Linked DNA regions of Sus scrofa: region 1 is linked to region 2. Evidence: chromatin contacts called from public Hi-C data. All regions are on one chromosome and are shown on one strand. The core of a region is the stretch at or near the end of the contact, and the rest is flanking DNA. Distances in the headings are between cores, read along the strand shown.

Region 1 (5,621 bases), core at 3,010-5,509, 210 kb before region 2:
AATGGATACCCAATACAACTATAAAAAAAATCTTTTACAGATGTTTGGGAAAATTGGGGTAGGTAAATCATCTCTTTCAACTCTAAATTTTGTGAAATCTAAAAATAGATATTTCCAATGGAAATATTTCAGCATCCAAATTGAGATGTATTACAAATGTAAAGTACATGCCAGATTTTGGAAGACTTAGTACAAAAAAAGTATATGCTTTTTCAATAACAATTTTTATATTGATTACATGTTAAAATTATAAAATTTTGTATATATTGCATTAAATCAAATATAGTAAACTAATTTCACCTGCTTCTTTTTTGGAAAATATATTGCGTTAAATCAAATATATTATTAAACTAATTTCACCTTTTTTTTAAGGCAGCTGCTAGAGAAAGTTCAATTACATGTGTGGCTGACAGTGTGTCTCTAGTGGACAGGGCTAAAGCCCCAGGCACTCAGGAGTCTGGATGGTCTAATTCTCCCCGCACTTGTCACCTGTGTTACTGTGTTCAGTATTGGTTATTATTTCATAGGTAGTTTTAGTTTCACCCTCTTCTTCTTGCCCCCACCTTAATTCATGACTCATTTATTTTATAGTTAATGATGGATGATTTAGACTTACCAAATGTTTGTCAGTGTCTTCATCCACCTGCCCCAGGTCAGCTCTCTTCACAGAGCTTCCAGGGGCCACACTGAAGGCTGCACTGATTTTCTCAGTGTCACCTGCGGTACCAAGGACCCAGCCCCAGGCAGAGACCCACCTGCCCCCAGGTGGCAGGTGGCCTCTGCTGGAACACAGCTGTTCCTCCTCTATCTCAGTGGGAGCCAGGGAAGGCTGGGGCGAGCCTGGACTGCAGACAGGAGAGGGGCCTCCAGGGCAGTGCTCTGCTCAGCCACACCCTGCTGACCTCTCCGTGGCTGGCCCCCACACTCACACTTGCCTCTGACTCCGAGTGGGATTGGGGATGGGGCAGTGCCTTGTCCATTCCTCATCATTCCCTCCCAGAAAACACATCTGGTTATCCTGGCCATACTCTCCCGGTGACAAGGAGCCTTAGTGCCCCAGCTAGGAGGAGGGCCCTACCTGACCAGTGCTATGGGGGCAAGCATCCTCTCTCCTAAGGTCTTAGGGGCCATTCCCCAGCACCCATGCCACTCCTCTCTTACACACTCCCCAGGCCTGGGACCTGGGTGAGGATGAGACAAGTGAGGCACTCACAGCCTCCTTAAAATTTGCATCCTAGATGTCTCACCTGCCTTACCCTAGTCCCAGCCCTGAATTTCCCAGAAGTGTGTGTTTCCCATGGGTGCTATGCAGGTGACTCACCTGAGCCCCCTAAGGCCAACAGAGTCCCTCCCTGGAAAGATCTCAGACTGTAACAGTGTGCAGCTGCAGGGGGGAAAAAGATGGGGGGGGGGGGAAATGGTGTGGTGAGAGCGCCATCTTATGCCCATAGTTGCAAATTACAATCAGGATTGCTCAGTTCCTTTATTAATCAATGTTTCTTCTAAGTAATAATAGAAACCCTCTTCAGAAAGAGGGAGAAACTCTCGTCCAGCACTGGCTGCGTAGAGACCGCAGGAGAGACTGGCTGGATGAACTACGAGTGGCCCAGGGAGAGGCTATGGAGAGGTCAGAGAGCACAGTTCTTTACACAGCTAGGTTTGAGTAGGTTGACCCTGTCTCCTCTCCTCAGTCCAGATCTCCAAATTCTTTACCTTCAGAAGAAAGGGTCTGTCCACATTGGCAGAAACGATTGGGGCACCCAGAGTGTGCTCACCTGTTTAGCCTCTCTCCATTCCCTGAGCAGTGTAGATTGGGGCGATCTTCAGAATGTTTTAGAATTTCCCCTTCAGCCCGAGCCTTTCCCAAGATTTTGTGAAAAACAATGACTTTTGCTTTCCAAGGTGAGGCGGTTTGATAGGTTGCAAGACCATGGTTCAGGATTTCTGGGGAGTGTGTTCAGGATGCAAACTGGAGCCCCATTCCCAGGGATATATTCAGACTGGGGATGGGACCGGGTAATCTGCATTTCAGCATAACCACCTTAGTCCTTTGAACGTGATTACTTTGCTGCTTCTGCGTCTAACAAAGAGTTGACACCTTGATGGCAGTTGGTATGGATTGGATGATTAGCGATTCACAGCTGAAAAGACTACCTTTCTTAACTGAGTGATTCAATCAAAGAATTCGTGCCTGGTGTGTTTGGGAGGCTAACTTGGTGGAGTTAAAATTTTCTAAACCCTAGGCTGGGGCAAGCTTTAAAACAATCTTAAAACAACCAGTAATAAAAATGGCGATTTAAATCATAATGCTATCTGATTAGTCATTTTGTGGTCTCAGTGATGAAAAGCCTTTGCATATTAAAAAGTGCAAAAAGTGCAAAAAGGAAAAATTAAAAAGGAAATCTAAGCTAGAGAAAATATGATTTATATAAAGCAAGAAAACTTGTGTGAAGTGCAGATTTCTCTCCAAGTAAGATTAATGTTTTTGTTTTTGGATACTCATCTAGTATACATTTGTTAAAAAGTGTGATGTCTCTAGGGAAATAACAATGAAGACTGCTGTATTGCTTTTTAGGAACCTTTAACAGTTGACATTTTCTCAAAAAACAATGTTGCCTCTATTATTAAATATGAGTCAAGTTTATTACAGGAAAAAAAGGGAGAAACAATCCCTGAGCTCCAGTATCAATTTCAATATTTACACCCATAAAACAGTATGTAGCCTTCCTATGCTTATAACTTATAACAACTGGAAAAACAAAACAACTTTGCTACGTAAAAACAAAAAGTCCCCCTAAGAATTCTTCATTAAATGCAATTTACAATATGGTTCTGACTGAGCTTGTGACGGCTAGGGTTCAATGGCTCATTGAACAGAGGTCTCTAGAGGGTTGTTGTGTGACCACCCTGATTTCTGGGGGCTTCTAAAGCCCTCAGAACCGCTACACAGAACCCTGATTTTATGGAAGCCAGTGAGCTCACTGATGGTGCCCAATTCCTGGTGAGGGTTGTGGGTCACCACCCAGTCACCCCACCACCAAAACTCTCCCAAGAGGAAGCCCCATGTGGGCTGCTGGCTCCCCTGGAGACCCACTCTACCAGAGCCCTAAGTGCCACACATGAAAGAAATTCTCTGCCAGATTCTCTGCCACCTGCTGCCAATTGGGTTTTAAATACGGACAGCGACTCTGGCACTAAAATCACCTGAGAGTGTTTGAGTATAAAACCTTCTAAAATGGTCTTATTTTTAAATTTATCACATTAAATTAAATTGCACAATTTATTAGACTGTGCAGGAATCCCAGTTTGAGAACCAAATACTGCCCTAATTAAAGCTGCTGCTGCTGATGGAGGAAACGAGCCCTTTCTAGATCCCTGTTAAGTGCCACTGGCTGCATCGGGGTGTGAGGACCAGAGCTGAGCACTTAGCTGAGTTCTTTGCATGACTTACCTCACAACAGACCCTGGAGTCAGCAGCATTATTCTCATTTTACAGATGGGGAATGGAGTGCAGGGACACAGTGCAACTTACCCAGGGGCTCAGCTAAGAAGTGTCCATGACAGGACTCAAATTCAACTTTGCTTGACTCTAATGCCCTTATTCTTTCCACACCAGCTCCACCACCTCCCCCAGCAGGTCTGAACAGAGAGTTAGCCCTCCTCCATTCAAGCACAGAGAAGGCCTAGTTTGCTGATTGCCAACTCAATTCCCAGTAGGAGGGTCCAAGAGCAGGACGCTACACCTGGCTCTTCAGAAAGCCCTGAGTTCTGTCCTTGCAGCAGGACCTGTACCAGCAACTCCTCTCCACCCAGGTCCACCCTGCCTCACTCCCAGGAGCCTCCAGGGGCCAGTGGGAGGTTACCGCATACTTAGGGTGGGTGATCACCTGCCTCTGCCATCACCACCTTCCTGAGGCTGGCCTGACCGAGCTTCTACCCCAGCCCTGGCTCTGCCCAGATGCCGAATCAGGCTTTCCAAGGCTACCAGGCCATAGCCGGCCTCCCCTGCATTCATCAGGGAGGAACAAGAGTGGGGCCATTCTGAGTCCAGGTGAAGAGGAGACCGGCCCACCCTTGGAGAGAGGGCTCTCTGTCCACCAGAGCTCCACTGAGAGGCAGATCATGGAGGGCCATCTGCCTGCTTCCCTCCTTGGCCTTGGCTTTCGAATCAACTGGCCTTTATTTCAAATCGCAGGGATGTCGCTTGTAATCCGTCACCTTGGAAAACGCACTGAACCTTTCTGATCTCTTTCCCTATCCACAGAATGGGGGAGATTTTGGTGATGCTGGAACTTTGGGAAGTGGTTCAGCTCCTCCCTCCGCAACCTGAGGGCTCCTCCCCTGCTAATGACTTCTCCAGCCCCAACTTCCTCCCGGTACTCAAGACAGAACTGAGCAGCGCAGCACGGAGTCCAGCTTCTCAGAGGAAGACTGTGTAGGAAGCCCCAGGAATCCCGTACACCTGCGAGCAGCCCATGGCCCGGAGAAGGTGAGGCTGCAGATCAGGGTGGGGCGATTTGGGGCTTGGGGGGTCCTGAGGCAGGGAGGAATGCGTACAGAGCTGGGGCTGTGAAGGAGGCAATTGTCCAGGGGCGTGGGAGACAGTGCCGGCTTGTGCCCACCAGGGGGCGCTCTGCACCAAGTCAAACTCCAGGCCTGCCGCCGCGAGCCGCCCAGCCCCAGCCCTTTCTGGCAGAGGTCAGCCTCACTGGGGAAACATTTCTTGAGCAGAGTCTGCGGCAGCCTCTTAGCAGGCCAAGAACGGCCATCAACGCACCATCCCCGGAGGCACCGAGGAGCCAGGGAGCCTGGACCTGATTGATAATGTTCCGCCTGGGCAGCTTCCTCCTAGTCCTGCCCGCTGGTCACATGGGGGCTGGGGGCAGGGCCAGGACCGGCAGGGCCCAGGGGGTGAGAAGAGGGGGCAGGGAGCCCAAGGTGCTCCCTCCAGCCAGTGCCCTGAAGAGGGATCCCCAGGCAGGTTCTGTGCAGCGGAAATGGAGGTGTCCGGCTCCTCCGTACCAGGTGAGCAGACCCTAGGCCGGGCAACACGCAGGAGGCTTTTCTGGAAGTCTGGGCGCCCCCCCCTGTCTGCCAGGGCCCAGGTGTCCACTAGGTGATGGGGTGCTCTTTACCCAGTGCCCACACACGCTGGAAGCCAGGGGGCCCTGTGGGAGATGTATGAGGAGCCTTAAGGTGAACACATGGCTAGGCCAGTCCAGGACAACCGGGACCATCTGTCCAAGTTTGAAGAATGGGGCTGCAGAGAATGCCAGAGCAATCTGGGTTCGAATCCCCCCCCCCACCTGCACCGTGTTACACCGTGTGGCTTAGGATGACTCGCACAGTTCCACTGAAATAGTCACCTCTGGGTTAATTTGAATCAGGTTAATGTGTGTGGTCCACAGTGGGTGCCTGTTAAGTACTTGCTGTTGATATTAACAATACCTGTGGGTGCCTATTAAGTGCTTTCTAGCTGTTGATATTGATAATGCCTGTGAGTGAGGTGATGCCCAGGTACAGGGCTCTAGAAGGACCTGGTGTTCCCGCACCTACTCCCACGGTGAGCCCGTTTGCTGGGGCCGGTGCCAACTAGAACTGCTCCTGGCTGAGTCATCCCC
Region 2 (5,462 bases), core at 2,069-4,568:
GAGAGACCCCTTGTAAGTCCTTCAGGTGCCCAGAGGTAGGCTCTGCCCACCTGGAACCTGGCCTCATTCTCAGAGCTCCTTGCCCTCCACCTACATCCCCTTTCCAGAAAGGGCTCTCTCTCAGCCTGCTCACCCTTCCAGAACCATCCTGTTTCTGCCTTCTGTCATCTGACAGCATCTCACACAGCCTCCTCTCTTGCACCCGCCTTTGCCTACCCTCAGCCCCATCCATCAGGGCTTCCCACTCGCCTTTCCAAGGCCCTTCTCCACAGCGTCCCCTGCACTGCCATGGCCGCCCTGGGCTCTGAGTGCCTCGCCCTTCTGGAAACGTCCCTGGGGTATCTGATACCATGCTCTCCCACTTCCTGGCAGCTCTGCGGCAGCTCCTCTGGCCATGCATTTGTGCCCATCTCCCCCCCCCCCGGCCAACACAGGGGTCCCAGGGCGCCTCTTCTTCACTCCCTGACAGAAGGGTCCCAGGCCGCTCCCTTCGCCCTCACGCTGGCACAGGCGATCTTGGGCAGAGCTGGCTTGCTCCCACGGCATAGTCCACACTCTGCGCTGTAAGAGACATCAGCCTCTAGTCCTGGGCTTGCTCTTCCATGAAGAGCTGTACTGGGCCTGGTAGCCACAGTCCCCACTCCTGTCCCTCCTTGCCACCCTGGTCCTTGGTTCCTGGCCAGTAGCAGCTCTCCGAGCCCCATCTATGTTGTTGCCAAGCACAGAGGAGGGTCTCCCCTGTGACTGACCCTGGTGGCTCTCACAGAAACCCTTTTTATGTCACTCAACACCTGTCTATCGAGGGAGAGCACTTGGCCGGCATGGGGCAGGGGCCATGAACAAGGCAGACAAGGACCCGCCCTCATGGGGCTGGGACAGATGACAAGTAAATGCACATCGGGAACCAGGCTCACATCACCAAGTGGCCTCCCACCTGGCCCACAGCATAGAGCAGGCTGGAGAAGCAGACAGCCCAGCCCCAAGGGAGGTAGTGCTGGTGGCTGGAAGGCCTCAGAGGGCTGGGGTGGGCACGATGGGCTGGGCTGCCGTGTGGAAGGTAGATTGCAGGGGAGTGAGGTGTGTGGGGGTGGGCAGGAGACCATGGCTCTGTTTGGATGGACACTGGGGTTGGTGTGTGCGAGGGGGTCTTTGGGAATGAAGAGATTCAGGGGGATGGAGGCATTGTCATCTGTCCTACAGATGGAGAAACCAGGACTCAGGGGTTATCTGCTGTGCAACAGCAAGGGAAGAAGCTGATTAGGACCCCAGGGTGAGCCTCTTGTCTCCAGCTGTCGCCCTCCTTGCTCGTGTACCCAGCCCCTCTCCACCACACACGGAGCCTGGTCTTGAGAGGGAGCAGGACAGGTGACAACACCTGCCCTTCCAGAGCCCACAGGCTTGTTGGCACCCATAGTGCTACGGGCTGCGGGACATTCTCCTTGAGTTCTGGGCCTGGGGGCTAGGGGCTGGATTCAGGCAGGTACGTAGAGGAGGGGAGGGTTTGAGGGGAGATCAGGAACAAAGTACCAAGAAAAAGCCTTGAGCCGACTCGAGTAGGGAGAGGGTGAGGATGTGAATTTCTAGGGAGGGAGGAGAGAAGGTGAGGCGGTCAGGGCAGTCACCTGGCACTGTGAGCTGGGGCTGGGCTTCCCAGGCCAGGGAGCGTGGGAACCTGTGGGCAGCCAGGAGGAGCTGGGATGGGGCTTTGGGCAGAGATGTGGCTGGCAAGGTCTGCCTGCATCTGCTCGCCAGATCAGAAATGCTTCCAGCTCCTCCACTAGGGGGAGACATAGGGCTGGCCCTTATCCAAAGGCCATCCTCCTTGCTTCCTGTCCTTTCATCCTCCTGGGGCTCCTGCTCATACAGTGGCTGGCAGTGAGCTCAGAGTCCCTGGGGTTGGGGGGGCGGGGGGAAGGATGCTGGGCTCAAGGCTGGGTACCCACTGGGGATGTAAGCACCCAGGAAGTGGGGGTGTCAGCGGAGGAGGTGGCTGGGGGCAGACAGTGAAGGGTGTGGGCAGCAGCATGCCTGGCTGGAGAGAGGAGGTGGGGGCAGGGATGAGGGCTGCTCAGTTGGCCAAACTAAGAGCCACCTGTCCTGAGACAGGAGGGGCCCTGGGTGTGTGAGTTCCAGGTGCATGTGGGCATATAGAACCCCAGAATCCCAAATGCCAGAGCGGAAGAGACCCCAGGGCTTTATGTCAGTGATACCAACCTTAGACAGTCAGGTGCAGGTGGTACTTAATGGCCCAGCCATATTCTTTTGGCTCCAGGCCCATCTTTCCTGAGCACCTCCCAAGGGAAATGCAGCTCCACAATTTAAATCTAGGGCCCTAGAAAAGCAGATGAAAAACCTCGGACCCAGCCCCAGCCCCAGCCTGGAAGACAGGCTTGGAGGAGATGCCAAGACCTGAGCCCAGAGTCCAGATAGGCCAAGGCTGCCGCCCACCTCTGCCTGGGCCACTCTGAGCAAGAGACAGATGGTTGGGGGTGGACACACAGGGCTCTGGAAATGGGCTTCCATAGTATGAATAGGATCCCAGATGCTGGGGAAGGGCCTGTGGTCTGACTTGCCCAGCTGGTGGCAGGTGCCCAGGAACATCGTGCTTTTTCAAGGAACTCAGCAGCCCTGCCTGCCGGGTGCCTTGGACGTGGCCCTTCCACTTCCATTGGAGGGTGATCCTGGGACAGGCTTAGGTTGGGTCAAAGGACAGCTGTGCCCTTGGCTCCCCAACCTGCGGTGTGGAGCAGCTCCAGGTTGCTCTTCAGAATGCCCTGGGGCAGGCACCAGGCCAGTGGAAGGTGGCCGTCGCAGTACAGTGCAGGTGTGTAAGTGTGCACACACACGTGAGAGCAGAGGCTGCCCCTGAGGGGGATGGGGCAGGCGCTGGTCTCTCCTGTGGTTCCCTGGTGCCCGGGCCTCACACACGTCCCTCTGCCCACAGCACCACAGATGTGCACACGGTGGCCTCCCTGCTGAAGCTGTACTTGCGGGAGCTCCCCGAGCCTGTGGTCCCCTTCGCCAGGTACGAGGACTTCCTCAGCTGCGCCCAGCTGCTCACCAAGGACGAGGGGGAGGTTAGTGGCTCTCGGGGACGCATCCTGGGGGGTGGGCCTGCCAGTTGGTGGGGACATGTGGAGACAGGACTTTCCATAACTTCTCATGGCACGTAGATCCTGCAGTCTGCTCTGCGTGTGGAATCTCCCAGTCTGGGGTGGGCTGGGACATCTCGATCTCTTGGAGGGACAGGTACCCTGTGCAGCAGCCATGTTCCAGCTGTACCCCTGTATGCAGGGTCCCCAGGCTCAGCCACTACCCTATAGGCACACCTGCTCCCATACCCAACTCAGGCCACCCAGGCCGGCCATGGGGTTGGAAACAAGCAGACCTTTCATCTCTTTCTATCGTGCCTCCTCCCAAAAGAATCCGAGACTGCTCCCCGGACAGGGCCCCCACCCCCACCCTGCATCGCCCGCCTGCAGCTCTGCTTGGCTCCGGCGGGCCGGGGAAGGACTGTTTGTCCTCCCTCTGGCCATGTGGGAGATGAGGGGTCTTTATCTGGCAAATATTTGTGCCTCGATAAGTGAGCTGAGCGCTGGCCCTGACATTCCTCTGTGGCCCAGCAGAGGCACATCCCTCACAACAGCCTCTGGAGAGTAAATCGGCTTCTCCCCGCCCAGAGGTCACAAGCCTGGCCTGGCCGCTCCTGGAAGGGAGATGGAAGTGGTGGAGCCCTTTGATCACCTGGGGCCAGGCCCATGGGCTGTGGATGGAGTTCTGGACTCTGATCCCCACCGCCTCCTCAGCCCACCTCCCTCCAGTGGGAGAAAGGTTGGGACCTGGTTGCTGGTCTTTTTTATTATATTTTATTTGTCCTTTGTCTTTTTAGGGCTGCACCCACAGCATGCGGAGGTTCCCAGGCCAGGGGTCGAATTGGAGCTATAGCTGCCAGCCTACGCCAGAGCCACAGCAACGCCAGATCTGAGCCACATCTGTGACCTACACCACAGCTCATGGCAATGCCAGATCCTTAACCCACTGAGCGAGGCCAGGGATCGAACCGGCAACCTCACGGTTCCTAGTCGAATTTGTTTCTGCTGTGCCACAACAGGAACTCCCTGGTTGCTGGGCTTAAAAATGCTGTTTTTCCTCTCTCAATCCCAAGGGGACCCTGGAGTTGGCTAAACAAGTAAGCAGCCTTCCCCTGGTCAATTACAACCTGCTCAGATACATCTGCAAGTAAGTGAGTGGGGGTGGGCCTCCCTCTCCTGCGCTCTGGCTCTGCGTCCTCCCTGGGGCCAGGGTCATGCTCCCACCCTCTCTTCTCCCTGAGTGCAGAGCCAGCGGGAAACATAGAGGAGCATGGTCCCTGCACTCACAGGCCTTACAATCCCCGTGGAAGCAGGCGTGTCACGCAGTCCTGAGCACATCTTTACTGGCGGGAAGGGACACAGTCTCTGTTCCTTCTTCCTCCTCTGGGTGCCTCTCACCATCCACTCCCCATGGGTTGGCCTCCTGACGGTGCCTGGGCTCAGGTGCCTGGAGAGGACATGCTGGGTGTCCTCCCAAGCCAACAACGGGTCCCTGTCCTGGTGGCCTTTGCTTCTGATGGCCCTCTCAGATGCCAAGGAAGCTCTGCCTCTTCAGAGCCTGGCAGGGGCAGCTGGCTGTGCCTGGCAGCTGTGGAAACACGTGGGCTCAGTTGAGCAGAGGGGCCAGGCAGCTGCCAGTAGATCTGGCATCGGTATTTGCTTCTCTGCCAATGGTCTCTTCCGCCCTTTGCAGGTTTCTGGATGAAGTTCAGTCTCACTCAGATGTCAACAAGATGAGTGTCCAGAACCTGGCAACTGTTTTCGGACCTAACATACTTCGGCCTCCGATAGAAGATCCGGTGACCATCATGGAAGGTAATGGGGAAGGGGTGCATGGCAGAACTGGGTGCTCTGGGGTCTGGGCTCACCTTGGTCCGGGGAAGGTCCTCAGAACTTCATGCCAGGCCAGAGGGAAGGGTGGCTCCATCACTGGGGACTTGGCAGGAGCTTCTCTGGATCTCCTCCCCCGCTTCCTCCAGCTCCTCCTCCCCCATGGGGTCAGCTATAAAAGGAAGAACTTTGTCCTGTGGATGGGGTCATAAGGTGCAATTAGATTTGTGGGAGAGGCTGGGGTTGGGGGGATAGAGAAAGTCGGCGCCCTTGCCCATCAGTACACACAGATGTTTTTGTTTTACTCATTTTTGGCTAAGTAATTGTTATTGGCTTCTTCTGGATGTCAGAGCTTTGCAAACCCTGGGGATATTCTGTTCTATAATGAAAAAAACCATAATTTAAAAAATGGTACCAGCAGCTGCTTTCAATATGCCAGGGCCTCTACTTCTCTTACCTCACTTTAATCATCATAAGCAGCCAGTGCTGCAGTTATGCCCCCATTTTACAGATCGGGAGACAGGCTCAGAGAGGCAGGGT

Evidence for each region. Hi-C and Micro-C count contacts between places; a contact is called where the count stands out from the background.
Region 1: a Hi-C map of omental adipose tissue shows a contact between it and region 2, with 1.6 times the contacts expected there. The contact joins the promoter of ARHGAP22 here to the enhancer-like site in region 2. A contact is called at or near these places in 10 of 47 Hi-C or Micro-C datasets (embryonic fibroblasts, epiblast stem cells, fetal heart ventricle and 6 more) and 1 of 2 datasets of contacts at active chromatin or transcription factors (skeletal muscle).

What each region holds. Positions count from the first base shown.
Region 1 is chr14:89,330,026-89,335,646 of Sscrofa11.1, reverse strand. It overlaps ARHGAP22 (rho GTPase-activating protein 22), which reads left to right and starts at 4,259. Exons shown (of 11, transcript XM_021073072.1): 1 at 4,259-4,489.
Region 2 is chr14:89,120,092-89,125,553 of Sscrofa11.1, reverse strand. It overlaps ARHGAP22 (rho GTPase-activating protein 22), which reads left to right. Exons shown (of 11, transcript XM_021073072.1): 7 at 2,945-3,077; 8 at 4,166-4,239; 9 at 4,786-4,907. Among named protein-coding and RNA genes, the nearest start is that of MAPK8, 130 kb to the right of the region's middle. Within about 2 kb of position 3,318, at least 11 of the 83 cell types and tissues checked have an H3K27ac peak or open chromatin away from gene starts, as enhancers often do. A contact at or near this core is called in omental adipose tissue, where this site is marked.